2 separate regions of the Ovis canadensis genome follow, and region 1 is linked to region 2. A link is a contact called in public Hi-C data. All regions are on one chromosome and are shown on one strand. The core of a region is the stretch at or near the end of the contact, and the rest is flanking DNA. Distances in the headings are between cores, read along the strand shown. Region 1 overlaps EXT1 (exostosin glycosyltransferase 1). Region 2 holds the start of EXT1 (exostosin glycosyltransferase 1).

Region 1 (6,494 bases), core at 1,765-4,264, 260 kb after region 2:
TAACTGATGAATAGTGGATCCTCTTTAAACCAAGTTTTTCTTCATTTTCTAAACCTGATTTTTTTTTAAGTAAGAGACAAAGCCTTACAAAAGAAGTATGATGTTCTCTTTTGAAATCAGTACTGTTTCCAGCTTGGGGGCCATTGCTTCTTGTAATAGGGGTGACAGTGTGGCCTCATATGATTTCCTTGTGTTATATTCCATGGTAAGTTGGTTTTTCCCCTAAATCTTAAAAAATTAGTTCATAGTCTAAAGGATTATTATATTTGATTTGATTTTTTTTTTCAGAACGATGTTATTAAAAGTACTATTCACCTATCACAACCATATTTCAAGGAGAAAATATATTTAGTGTGAGGGAAAATGAATCGTTATGACAAAGTGATTTAAACTCTACCTTCCTTTTGCAAATGGAATCCATTAAAATACAGTTTAATCAAATAGGATTATTTTAAAATCAGAAACCTATATACCAGTATTTATATTCAACATTGAAATAGAGATACCATAAAATGAAATGTTATTTTTAAAATGGACTTTGTTCTTGCTATGCTGTTCTTCAGTAACAGCCCATATTTCCAGGGAGGGCTGGGAAGAAATTTACTAGGTTTGTTTGATTTTAATTTCCAGGCACTGTTTTTGAGGGGGAGGTAGATGTTTTGGAGGATTCCGATCATTTTCGGTAATTGACTTCGTCATACACTTGAGACCCTCTGCTCCAAAACCTGAATGGTCCTTTAACCAACCCTGACTCAAGAGATGAGCCTACAGCTCATCCTTCCAGTCCTCTGGATCACAGAGACAAACTGCTGTTATGGGCAAGAGCCAGCTCTTCACCGGTTGGCATTTCTGTACAGATACTACAGATTGGCAGGTTGCCTTCCTTTCCTAAAGTTCTTCCCCATTGGATGTAGAAGCAGGCTCAGACAGGTTAACCAGGGTTCATGGAGCTGACGGGAGGATCTGGGCCTCGAGAGGTGCCGTCCCCACTGGAGGGGATCAGACGCTAGGTGGGGGCCTGCAGATGCCGACAGGAAGTCCAGCCAGCCAGGCAGCACGCACACAGGGTTGTGCACAGTGAGGTTTCTGGCAGGCGCTTGTCACTCAGGACGTCCCGAGGGCCCCAGGACAGCTGAGTGGAGGAAGCCTGGGAGCTAACCTGTCCACAGAGCTTTAGTGCAGTCTGACACTGGTATCAGGCCATGCTTTTTGGGCTAGGATTTTGGCAGGACTAGAATTTGCCCTGAAAACATGTTTTTATTGTAACACATCAGCTGGTAGTGAGAACACTTGAAAGGGACTATATGGTTTCTTCCTGCCTAGATTGCATAGACGGTCAACACTGATTTACAGGCACCTGACCCGAGACAGCAGCCATATTGGCTGAAATGGCTCCCGAAGTGAAAGTGAAAATATTAGTTGCTCAGTCGTGTCGGATTATTTGTGACCCTTGGACTGTAGCCCACCAGGTTCCTCTGTCCATAGAAATCTCTTGGCAAGAATACTGGAGTGGGTTGCTATCCCCATCTTCAGGGGATCGTCCTGACCCAGGGACTGAAGCCGAGTCTCTTCATTGCAGGCAGATTTGTTACCGTCTGAGCCACCAGGGAAGTCCCAGGCCTTATCTTAAAAAAAAAAAAAACACGTGGCCTGGGGAATGTACTGATGGCTTACACTTGCATCACACGCTGCCCCTAAGCCTGGGAGTAGGGGTCACTCCCATCCCCGCCAAGGGGACTGGGGAGCCCCCGAGAGAAGTGGATGTTGAGAAGGATGTGGCCGCCACGTCGTGTGGGAACGCAGAGGAATGTCGCGTGTGTTTGGGTTGAGATCCACCTTGGGCTGTCTTCCATGAAGCTGTTGGCCCTAGACTAGGGCCCCATTTGTCTGGAGAAGAGTGTGGGCAGACATGCTGTTGGCTAATGGTGGTCCTTAGAGGCAACTTTCTGGGCCTGGAAGATCAAGTTTGGACTTGGTGTCTGAAACAAGGGGAAAGTCCAACTATAAGAAGCTGAGACAAATAATTAAAAGAGCTAATGACTTTGGTCATGGACTGAATCCCTGAATCTTGAACCCAAGCTTCTCAGGGCTTCTCTGTCAGAGGTGGATGGTTCTAGAACCTCTGGTGGAATTAACTTGCCAAGTGGGTGGTCATGGGGCTTTGAAAACCGTGAGTGAAGGGCCGGCACATTTAAATGGTAGAGCATACGAATCAGTTATTACGGGGTTGGTTGGTTAATACGTATGTTCATGTTTAGAAGAATGTATAGCCTCCCAATTAGCAGGGAGGCTTTAAAAAAAATAAAAGCTAGGAAGGGGAAATAAAAAGATGTGTTTAGGAGAAGTGGGTAGGCTTGAAGAAATGAATCTCTTAGATTGTTAAAGGTATAAGTCCAAGTCTCCAATCCAGCCAAGGTGTTAGTGACTGAAAATCATTATCATATGACCATTTGCTGTTTGGTGGAGTGTTTGGAATGAGCTAGTTAATCCCATTCCAATTCATAATGGGCAGGTAGCCAATTCATACAAAACACCTTGACAATCCATACTAATTGGTTTGTCTCCATGGAGCTGCCAAATTGAATTGCCCGTGGAGATGGGCATTTCCCTCAACCCACCTTCTGTTGCAACTCTCCTCCTCCTCCTCTCCCCTGCCACCACCACCCACTGCACACACACACACACACACACACACACACACACACACACACACACACAGTCCTGGAATAATTTTGCATTGAAATAACATCATTTTTTCCACTCATCTTTCTGGGCTATAAATTTCCCCAAGCTTTCTTTTTTAAAAGGAGTCGATTCGAGGTAAGGAAAGAAAACCAAATGCCCTCGGGACTTTTCAGGGTCATTTGTATTTTCAGACTTGCAGAGGGTAGTAAGAAAAAAAAGAAAAATATCTGAACAAAGCAAAAATGCACTTCATGTTTTGGAAGGCCAGGGAGGCAAATTCCCAGACAAAGATTCATGCAGCCTAGAAATAGTTTCAGAAAGATCTACCAACCCACAAAAACTTCTAGCAGCCCACAGAATCATTTCCAAGAATGGCTAATCATGTACTATTGAGAAATACCCCCAAAAAGGATAAAAATGTAGGTTTGTAACTTTGATCGATAGCTGGTTTTTGAATAAATAATTACCCTTTACACCTGAATGCTGGCTTTCCCAAGCAAGTGCTGAACCATTTCTGGGCTCAGTTGATCCTCTGGACATTTTCTAAGGGGTGGTAAGATTGACAGCATTCCCTCCGTTTGGTGAGTGTTCTGTTCTGCCGACTAGCTGGGCGAGCAGTGGTACTTGGGAGCAGTTAATTTTGAGCTCTGGAGCTGGACTGAGTCCTGTGATCTTCCCCAGCTGTGTGACCGTGAATAATCATCTAACCTCTCTGGGCTCCAGTGTTTTAATCAGCCATCTTTGTCCTAGGGGCTCTGCTTAAATGAAAATCATAGTTTATAATTCAATAACATGTTGTTAGTTTTTCAGTTTTAAAGGACTTTTGGTGCATTTAGGTTTTACCTAAGGAAGGGAAACTTCCATGTAATGAAATGCTATAACACCCCCTTCCTTTATTAATGTGATATGGCCCACCCCCTTCTGCCTCCATCTGAGGGTAAATTAAAGCAATATAACTCAGTGTAAACATTTGTCAACCCAGATGCATTTCTAGGCATCCGGTGTGTACAGACACCTGGTTATTTACACGATTTATACCATTAGTGCAGTCATCTTGAGATAGGATGAATTTCGAATCCCTGCTCCTCGTAAGCCTTGCTGAGAGTTTTGACAGTCAGAAATAAATAATCTTACCTTTAATTATCTCTGTCTGTAGAATGTGGTAGATAGGGAACAATGAGTATGAAATGCTGTTTTCTCTTAAGGTCCAAGAGAGATGAAAGAAATAGAGAAAGTTTTCATAAAGAAAAGACAAAAGGAAGTCATTTCTGACTAAGCCCACTAGACAGTTTTCTTACTCCCTAACGACAAAGCTTACATACCCCTGAAAGGCAAATGATCTGATAGGCTCCTCTTTACCATTGCTTGAGGATAGGGGGAGGTTTGCTCTGAGCCTCCACGAAAAGCCGCATAAACAGAAAGTGAAATTTACAAGGGATCCCAACAGAATCCACAAAGGTTGGCATGGGATGGGCCAGCATATGGAAGGCTCTCATCCTGACTCACAGACGTTCATTTGGGCTTCCATCACAATAATTCCTCTTTTTTGCAGATGAGTAAAATGACTGCCAGAGGCAGGAAAACTAGGAAAGAAACTTCAGCTCAGCTTCTACTCTTTTGAAAAGTCTTTGTCTTTCTGGAGAAGTGAGAGGGAAGTAGGGAATCTCTCCAGACTGCCTTAAAGAAAACCTGCAAGCCTTGGCAATCCAGTGCTGTCCTCTGGGTTTTCTTATTATCCACGTGCATCAGTTGCTAGATGAAGTCAAGAATACTTGTAATTGGGGAGAGAAAGAAAAACGTGTAAACCTGTTCCTTGGACTGAGAAAGAATGGAGTTTTAAAGAATTTTTCCTGATTTTTATGTTTTTGTTGTAGGTTTGAAATATATTCTTAAGGATTTTTTTTTTTTAATGTTGATAGAACACACTTTTCAGCATTACTTCTCTCCCGTTTGAGAGGACAGATAGGTATGGAATCACCTTGCTATGATGTCAGTGTAGTAAAATTCTCTACAACCAGTTGCTTGTGGAAGACATTGGAATAAATTGTTGCAGGTGCAGGCTGACTGGCAGCAGAAACTTTTTCCACCACATGTACGACTACTTCATCTTTTGGAAAACTGTATCCAGGTAGTAAAGGCTGGCAGTGATTTATGCTGACTCGGGCTATGGCTCCTTCTATGCATACGTGAAATGCCACCAGTTCTAGGGGGCTTCTTAAAGAACTCCACTGGGTCCACTTGGCTCATCCTTCTTCCCCAGCCTCCGTTAGTGACATGTCTGGGTTGTGATTTGAGGGTCTGCGGGAGGAAGGAGCCAGGATCTGGAGCCATCTGGAGCCTGGGCGAATAAGCACCGGGTGAACATCTGTTTGAAACTTTGTGGAAATATCTAGTACCGCTGATTTACAGCCCTTTGGGGAGTCTGTGTACAGAACCCAGACTCGAGAGGAAGCTGGCATCTGGCAGGAGTCAGGGAACACAATTGTGCTTGATTATCAGGATATGAGAAGTCTGTCTGGCCTTATATCCATTGCCAAATTGTAGATTTCTGTTTTTGGGGCCACACTGGTCCTCCCTGCCATCAAAACCAAAAAAAAAAAAAAAAAAAACAGTACAAGGTGGGGAAGAAAAGCCCAATCTTATCACGGAAGTGAAAGTCGCTCAGTCGTGGGTGAGTCTTTGTGACTGCATGGACTATACAGTCCATGGAATTCTCCAGGCCAGAATACTGAAGTGGGTAGCTTTTCCATTCTCCAGGGGATCTTCCCAACCCAGGGATCAAACCCAGGTCTCCCACATAGCAGGCGGATTCTTTACCAGCTCAGCCACCATGGAAGCCCAAGAATACTGGAATGGGTAGCTTATCTTTTCTCCAGGCAGATCTTCCCAACCCAGGAATCAAACCGGAGTCTCCTGCTTTGCAGGCGGATTCTTTACCAACTGAGCTCTCTCATGCTAAGTTGCTTCCATCATGTCCGATTCTCTGTGGCCCTATGGACTGTAGCGCGCCAGGCTTCTCTGCCCGTGGGATTCTCCGGGCAAGATACTGGAGTCAGTTGCCGTTTTCTACTCCAGGGAAACTTCCTGACCCAGGGATGGAACCCATGGTTCTCACATCTCCCTCATTAGTAGGCAGGCTCTTTACCACTAGTGCCACCTGGGAAGCCCATCGTACTCATATCAAAATAGACACAGTCACACAGAACTATCCCAGTAAAATGATCTCCTAAGGATTGTGAGCATATAGAAGCTAAGAGTATGCACTTTGGAGTCAGGTGATTCCAGTTCCAGTCTAGGCTCTGGCACAGAAGTAGCTGTGTGACTGTGGGTGAGTCACTTAACCTCTCTGTGCTTTTACATCCTCATCCCTACAGCTGGATATTAGTAATAGTGCTTACTTTTTGGAATTACTTTGAGATGTAGATGGAGTTTATGTATGTAAGAGGTTTAAAATAGCACCTGAGAAATTAAGCGCGATCTAATTATGTGTGTGTATGTGTGTGTATGTGTTTTCCGTGGAGTAGATAAGTATGATCATACCCAGGGCTATGCTCTGTCGGGAAAATGCCTTGAGTTATGTCATTTACCTTTCTTCCTCTGCCATCGCTTCCCTCTCCACCACTACCACCCCACCCAGACTGGCTTGCTTTCCCTTGATCTTTGAGGGTGTCAAGAATGTTCCAAGTTGGAGCTCTGCGCAAATACATCCCCCTTCCAGAATGGTTCTTCCCACACCCACTCTAGGAAGCTTCGTTGTCTTCAGCTTTTATGCCATGTCAATGTTGCTTCTTCAGAGAGGGCTTCCTTGA
Region 2 (6,435 bases), core at 2,486-4,985:
TCCAGAGTCTAGGAAGCATCTGGAAACTGTTGAGTACTTGGTGGGTGATATTTCATGTAGGTAATGCTGTTGACCTGCAAACATGATCTCATGCACTGGAGTCCATTTTTGTCCAAGAGTGTGACAGTCGACTCTTACGTTTGCCATAGGTATTGTGGACTGCAAAGGGCTTTCTCATATATTACTCATTTGTACAGTACTTGAGCACAATCTGTATTATGTTACAGTTTCTCTTGATTTTACCAATAAGAATCCAAAGCTTAGGGAGGAGAAGTGACTGACTCACTCAAAGTTATAAAGCAAGTGGCAGAACAAAGGTGAGAATTGCTATCTTCTGGGTTTCAAGTGTGCCATGAGCTTTTGGCCCTGGAAAAATTACTCCTGAAAGAGGAAATAAGCAAGGATTGAATCACTGGGATAGCTTTAGCTTTGTGTGAGTGCGCGCATGTGTGTGTGAGACTGAAACTAGCCTTGAATATTCTTTATTTGCCCTACAGATAGTGGAATCAAATTAATTAATTAGGTCAACAAATACTTATTAGTGATGGACCCTGTTGTAAGTGCTGGGGATATAGCAGTGAACTAAAAGAGCCTCACAGAGCTCACATTCTATATGCAACAGATAAATGATAAATTGACAAGACCATATATATTAATAGTACATGATGTCAATTAGTGTTAAGGATAAAAATTAAAGCAGTTGAGGGGATAGGAAATCTGGGTGGGAGGAGTTGCTGTGTTGTTCAGACAGGTCAAAGGTGGCTCATTTGTAAGGTGGCCTTGAGAAGAGACTTATAAGGGAGGAAGGATGTACCATGGATACCGGGGACAGACTAGCTGAGATGAACATGTGCGAAGGTCCTAAGATAGGGAGATGTTTGGCATGTATGAGAAACCACAAGGAAACCAGCCCAGCTGGAGAAGAGTGAGTAGACTGGGATGGAGGGAGAGAGTTATTGGCAGAAAATAAGGTGAAGACAGGTCTGGTGAGGAGGCATGGGGACAGTTAGGGAAGATCCTCCAGGACCTTATAGGGGCTTGTGAGGGCTTTGGCTGGGATTCTGAGGTAGGGTTTCCTTGAGGGCTCTGACCAGAGGAGTGACATGATCTGACATACACTGTTAAAGATGTTTGATGGACTGATTAGGTCATGGCATCTGGTCCCATCACTTCATGGGAAATAGATGGGGAAACAGTAGAAACAGTGTCAGACTTTATTTTTTGGGCTCCAAAATCACTGCAGGTGGTGATTGCAGCCATGAAATTAAAAGACGCTTACTCCTTGGAAGGAAAGTTATGACCAACCTAGACAGCATATTCAAAAGCAGAGACATTACTTTGCCAACAAAGGTCCGTCTAGTCAAGGCTATGGTTTTTCCAGTGGTCATGTATGGATGTGAGAGTTGGACTGTGAAGAAAGCTGAGCACTGAAGAACTGATGCTTTTGAACTGTGGTGTTGTAGAAGATTCTTGAGAGTCCCTTGGACTGCAAGGAGATCCAACCAATCCATCCTAAAGGAGATTGGTCCTGGGTGTTCATTGGAAGGACTGATGCTAAAGTTGAAACTCCAATATTTTGGCCACCTCATGCAAAGAGTTGACTCTTCGGAAAAGACCCTGATGCAGGGAGGGATTGAGGCAGGAGGATTAGGGGACGAAAGAGGATGAGATGGCTGGATGGCATCACCAACTCGATGTACGTGAGTTTGAGTAAACTCTGGGAGTTGGTGATGGACAGGGAAGCCTGGCGTGCTGCGATTCATGCGGTCACAAAGAGTCGGACACGACTGAGGGACTAAACTGAACTGAACTGAAGATATTCCTAGTTTGTAATATTTCCATCTCAGACAGGAGACTCAGACCTGCTTTGAGAGACCACGAGGGACACCTTTCTCTTCAAGCATGTTCAAATCCTGAGGTGAAGTTGAACTTTAGTGATTGATTCATCATTCAGATCAGTGACTGGGCTCCGCCAGAATACCAGAGCTACCTATGGCAGCCTTGGGGATTGAGGAATGAGTAACACAGGGTTCCTGCACTCAGGAAGCTCCTCTTACAGTGAAGAAATACAGACAACAAACACACAAACAAAGGATTTCAGCTATTGAGAAGGGCTGGGGAGAAAATAAAACCAAAGGAGATGGATGCAATGATGATGCCATCATAGAGGGCTACTTTAGATTCCAGTTGGCTTTTGAAATGAGGAACTTGAGCAAAAAGTGTTGCACATGTAGAGCAATTTATGGTATCCAGTTTCATAAAAAATATTATTATTCTGACTTTTTAAGCGAGAAGCTGATATTCCGTGAGATTAAACCACATGCCTGAGGCACTCGTAAATGACAGATCTGGGGGTCTGAATCCAAATTTTCTCTCATTTCCTGAACCAGAGTTTTCTCACAGTGTACACCACTATGGAATGTGACAGTAGGCCTGGGTAACCCTGGAGCGTGGGATGAAGGAATCCATAACGGTTAGGCAAGATGGGAAAAATGTGTCAAAGCAGAAAGAGACGCAAAAGAGCAAGGGCTGTAACTTGCTCCCACTAAGGTCACACAGGATGACTATCAGGATGTAGAGGAGCTGCAGTCCCCAAAGCCTCAATTCCACTGGGCTGAGAAAATCTCCAGCCTAATCTCAACAGAAGGGCCCTTGCCTTGCATGGATGCTCTCAGCAACCCGGGCTGGGGCGGGCCCCTGGTCACATGTGGTTTCAATCACTGCATTTATCTGCATCACTGTCATTGCATCTGGAAGATGACTGAAGCCTCATTTCTCTCCCAGGCCTGTCTGATTGTGCAGGGGGTGCACGTCAAATCTGGAAAAGCTATCTCATCTTTGGCAGGCCAGAGATAGGGCAAGACTTCAGAAAGGTACAGCAACATCCTACCAAGGCCCCTTCACCCCTTTATTAAAAACCAATCTGAAACAACAAATGTCTAAAATTTTCCACTTGATCATTTCACCCTGCCTCATTATAACCATGCCCTTTGTCCACACCCGCTGGAGGTTTTTTGTTTTTTTTTTTTTTTGCAGCCTTGGGGGAAGCTGGGATGTGTCTGTCCCTAGCTCTCAGTCCCTCCCATAATAAACAATCACTAAACAGCTTGCTGTCCTAGGCAACTGTTTGTCCCTTTTGGCCAGGCCCCTGTGACTTAGGTTGGGGAAGAGGGTGGGAGGTGCTCCCAGTAAAGCAGAATTTAGGTGTAAGGCCAAGGACTTGGCTTTGACCAGAAGCACTGTTTGGAAGCACATCTTTGCAGTCTTGGAGGATCTTTAGAGAGACTCTGGATCTTTATCTGATTTGTCCAGTGATGTGTCCCTGAGGGTAGGGGCTTATGGCTAGGGGAAGGAAGGAAGGACTAGCTGAAGGAAGCTTGTACTAATGGTGAAAAAGGTCATCTCCTGCCTCAAGTGTCTCATCTGCAGCTGGCCATTCTACCAGCCATCTATCCCTCAGAGACAGCTCCTTAAAAACCATTCCCCCTCCCCCGCAAAAGAGAGTAACATCACTTTCGGTACTGGGAGGAGCTTAAATCAACCGGGTTATTCTCGGCTATTAGAAGATCCTTCTTTTTTCCACGGTGTGATTGGATCTCTTGGAAGCTTTCTACAGAATAGACAAAGGGCTTTGGGAAGCTAGGAAAGGATGCGTGGAAAGTTACTGAGGATTTGGGATAGATGTCTTCTCTTAGTGCACAGCCAGACATGAAGAATTGAAACGATTCCTTTCGGTTGTAGTATTTCCTTTTCATTATCGGGGATTGGGGTGGTTCCTTGGGGGTAAGAAAAAAGAGATGGGCAATGCAGGAGACGCCGGAGATAATGGGTTCGATTCCTGGGTTGCGAAGATCCCCTGGAGGAAGGCATGGCAACCTGCTCCAGTATTCTTGCCTGGAGAATCCCATACAGAGGAGCCCGGCGGGTTACAGTCCATGGGGGTGGCAAAGAGTCGGACACGACTGAAGCGACACAGCACACATTTAGGGGATAAGGGACCTGTTTAAATGCTTTGTAGGAAGGAAAATTTGGGGCCCTCAGAGGGTGGAAGGTGGGCAGAGAGAGGTATCCTTCTGATCAGCGGTCGCTTTCTATGAAGTCTTTTTTTTTTTTTCCTTCTGCAGCCCAAGGGCTCGCCCCACTGCTCCACTTTTCTAGCATCCTTCTCCAGGAACCCGAACACTCCTCGCCGCCCGCTCAGGGAGGCGTTCCCGGCAAGCAGCCGAGGCGCAGGAATTCTCGAGGACGACCGGGGCAGCCGGAGCAGCGGGCCGGGGAAGCGCCCGCCGGTCCCCGCTTCCCCGGCCTCCGTGCGCCCGCAGGCGCCTCTGGGAGGCGCTGGTTTCCCGGCGCGGCGGCTGCAAGGTGGTGAGGCCCAGGCCGGGGTCCGGATCCCGGCGCGCCGAAGGACCGCGGACTCTCTCGGGGCAGCCCCGCGCTCCGCCCGCGGGGGCCTGGCCGAGGCGCCCCGGGGTCCCCGCGCCGCCCGCACCCCCAGCGCCGCGCCGGCGCCTCTGCCGGTGGCCGGGGGTTATGAATGGGCGCAGCGGAAGCACCGCCCCCCCCGGACGTGACGCTCGGCCAATGGCAGCGCGGGCTGCGTGGATGGATGAGGTCAGCGCTGTCGTGTCGGGAATGGAATGTGTAAGTGTAACATTCAGAACCGGGTAACATTCGGCGACCGAACGCGGCGGTCGGCAGCGATCGCGCGGGGGCCTTGGAAGCGCCGCTCGGGGCCGGCACTGCCCGCGGGGAGGACGCGCCGCCGCCGTCACCCAGCGCCGCCGCCGCAGCCTCCAGCCTTCTCCAGCCGGGCCGTCGCGCGTCCCGGGGGCCGGCCCGGCGAGCGCAGGAGTAAACACTGCCGGAGTCTTGGAGCTGCTGCAGAAGGGAATAAAGAGAGATGCAGGGATTTGTGAGGTTACGGCGCCCCAGCTGCAAGATGCACTAGCCGGCTGAACCCGGGGATCGGCTGACTTGTTGGAACTGGAGTGTTCTGCACGGGAGCCTGGATGAGTTGAAGTTGCTTTCCAGGGGCTCGTTTTCCACGCTGCCGAGAGGAATCCGAGAGGCAAGGAAATCACTTCGTCTTGCCATTGATTGGGCATTGGGAGCTTTTTTTCCTCCCCCCCTCTCTTTCTTTCCTCGGTCTTGTTGCATGCAAGAGAATTACAGTCCGCTGCTCGCCCGCCCTGGTGCGAGATATTCCGCCCCGCTCTCTCCCGTCCATTGTGCAACCCAAAGATGAAAGACCGAAGGGGAGAAAGTTAAAGAAATCGCCCACATGCGCTGGATCAGTCCACGGCTTGGGGAAAGGCATCCAGAGAAGGTGGGAGCGGAGAGTTTGAAGTCTTTACGGGCGGGAAGATGGCGGACTGGAGCTGAAAGTGTTGATTGGGAAACTTGGGTGATTCTTGTGTTTATTTACAATCCTCTTGACCCAGGCAGGACACATGCAGGCCAAAAAACGCTATTTCATCCTGCTCTCAGCTGGCTCTTGTCTCGCCCTTTTGTTTTATTTCGGAGGCTTGCAGTTTAGGGCATCGAGAAGCCACAGCCGGAGAGAAGAGCACAGCGGTCGGAATGGCTTGCACCACCCGAGTCCGGATCATTTCTGGCCCCGCTTCCCGGACGCTCTGCGCCCCTTCGTTCCCTGGGATCAATTGGAAAACGAGGATTCCAGTGTGCACGTTTCGCCCCGGCAGAAGCGAGAGGCCAACTCGAGCATCTACAAAGGCAAGAAGTGCCGCATGGAGTCCTGCTTCGATTTCACCCTTTGCAAGAAAAACGGCTTCAAAGTCTACGTCTACCCACAGCAAAAAGGGGAGAAAATCGCTGAAAGTTACCAAAACATTCTAGCGGCCATCGAGGGCTCCAGGTTCTATACCTCGGACCCCAGCCAGGCGTGCCTCTTTGTCCTGAGTCTGGACACTTTAGACCGAGACCAGTTGTCACCTCAGTATGTGCACAATTTGAGATCCAAAGTGCAGAGTCTCCACTTGTGGAACAACGGTAGGAATCATTTAATTTTTAATTTATATTCCGGCACTTGGCCTGACTACACCGAGGACGTGGGGTTTGACATCGGCCAGGCGATGCTGGCTAAGGCCAGCATCAGTACTGAAAACTTCCGACCCAACTTTGATGTTTCTATTCCCCTCTTTTCTAAGGATCATCCCAGGACAGGAGGGGAGAGGGGGTTTTTGAAGTTTAACACTATCCCTCCTCTCAGGAAGTACATGCTGGTCTTCAAGGGGAAGAGGTACCTGACAGGGATAGGGTCAGACACCAGGAATGCCTTATATCACGTCCATAACGGGGAGGACGTAGTGCTGCTCACCACCTGCAAGCATGGCAAAGACTGGCAGAAGCACAAGGATTCTCGCTGTGACCGGGACAACACCGAGTACGAGAAGTAAGTGACGGGCCTCAGAG

What was found. A called contact is a pair of places that touch in the nucleus more often than the background predicts.
Region 1: a Hi-C map of lung shows a contact between it and region 2, with 4 times the contacts expected there. The contact joins the enhancer-like site here to the promoter of EXT1 in region 2. A contact is called at or near these places in 2 of 2 Hi-C or Micro-C datasets (fibroblasts and lung).

Annotation. Positions count from the first base shown.
Region 1 is chr9:69,584,242-69,590,735 of ARS-UI_OviCan_v2, forward strand. The region is part of intron 1 of EXT1 (exostosin glycosyltransferase 1); the gene reads left to right. Among named protein-coding and RNA genes, the nearest start is that of EXT1, 260 kb to the left of the region's middle. Within about 2 kb of position 3,015, the one cell type or tissue checked has open chromatin away from gene starts, as enhancers often do. A contact at or near this core is called in fibroblasts, where this site is marked.
Region 2 is chr9:69,323,650-69,330,084 of ARS-UI_OviCan_v2, forward strand. It overlaps EXT1 (exostosin glycosyltransferase 1), which reads left to right and starts at 3,736. Exons shown (of 11, transcript XM_069600354.1): 1 at 3,736-6,415. The coding sequence starts at 5,454.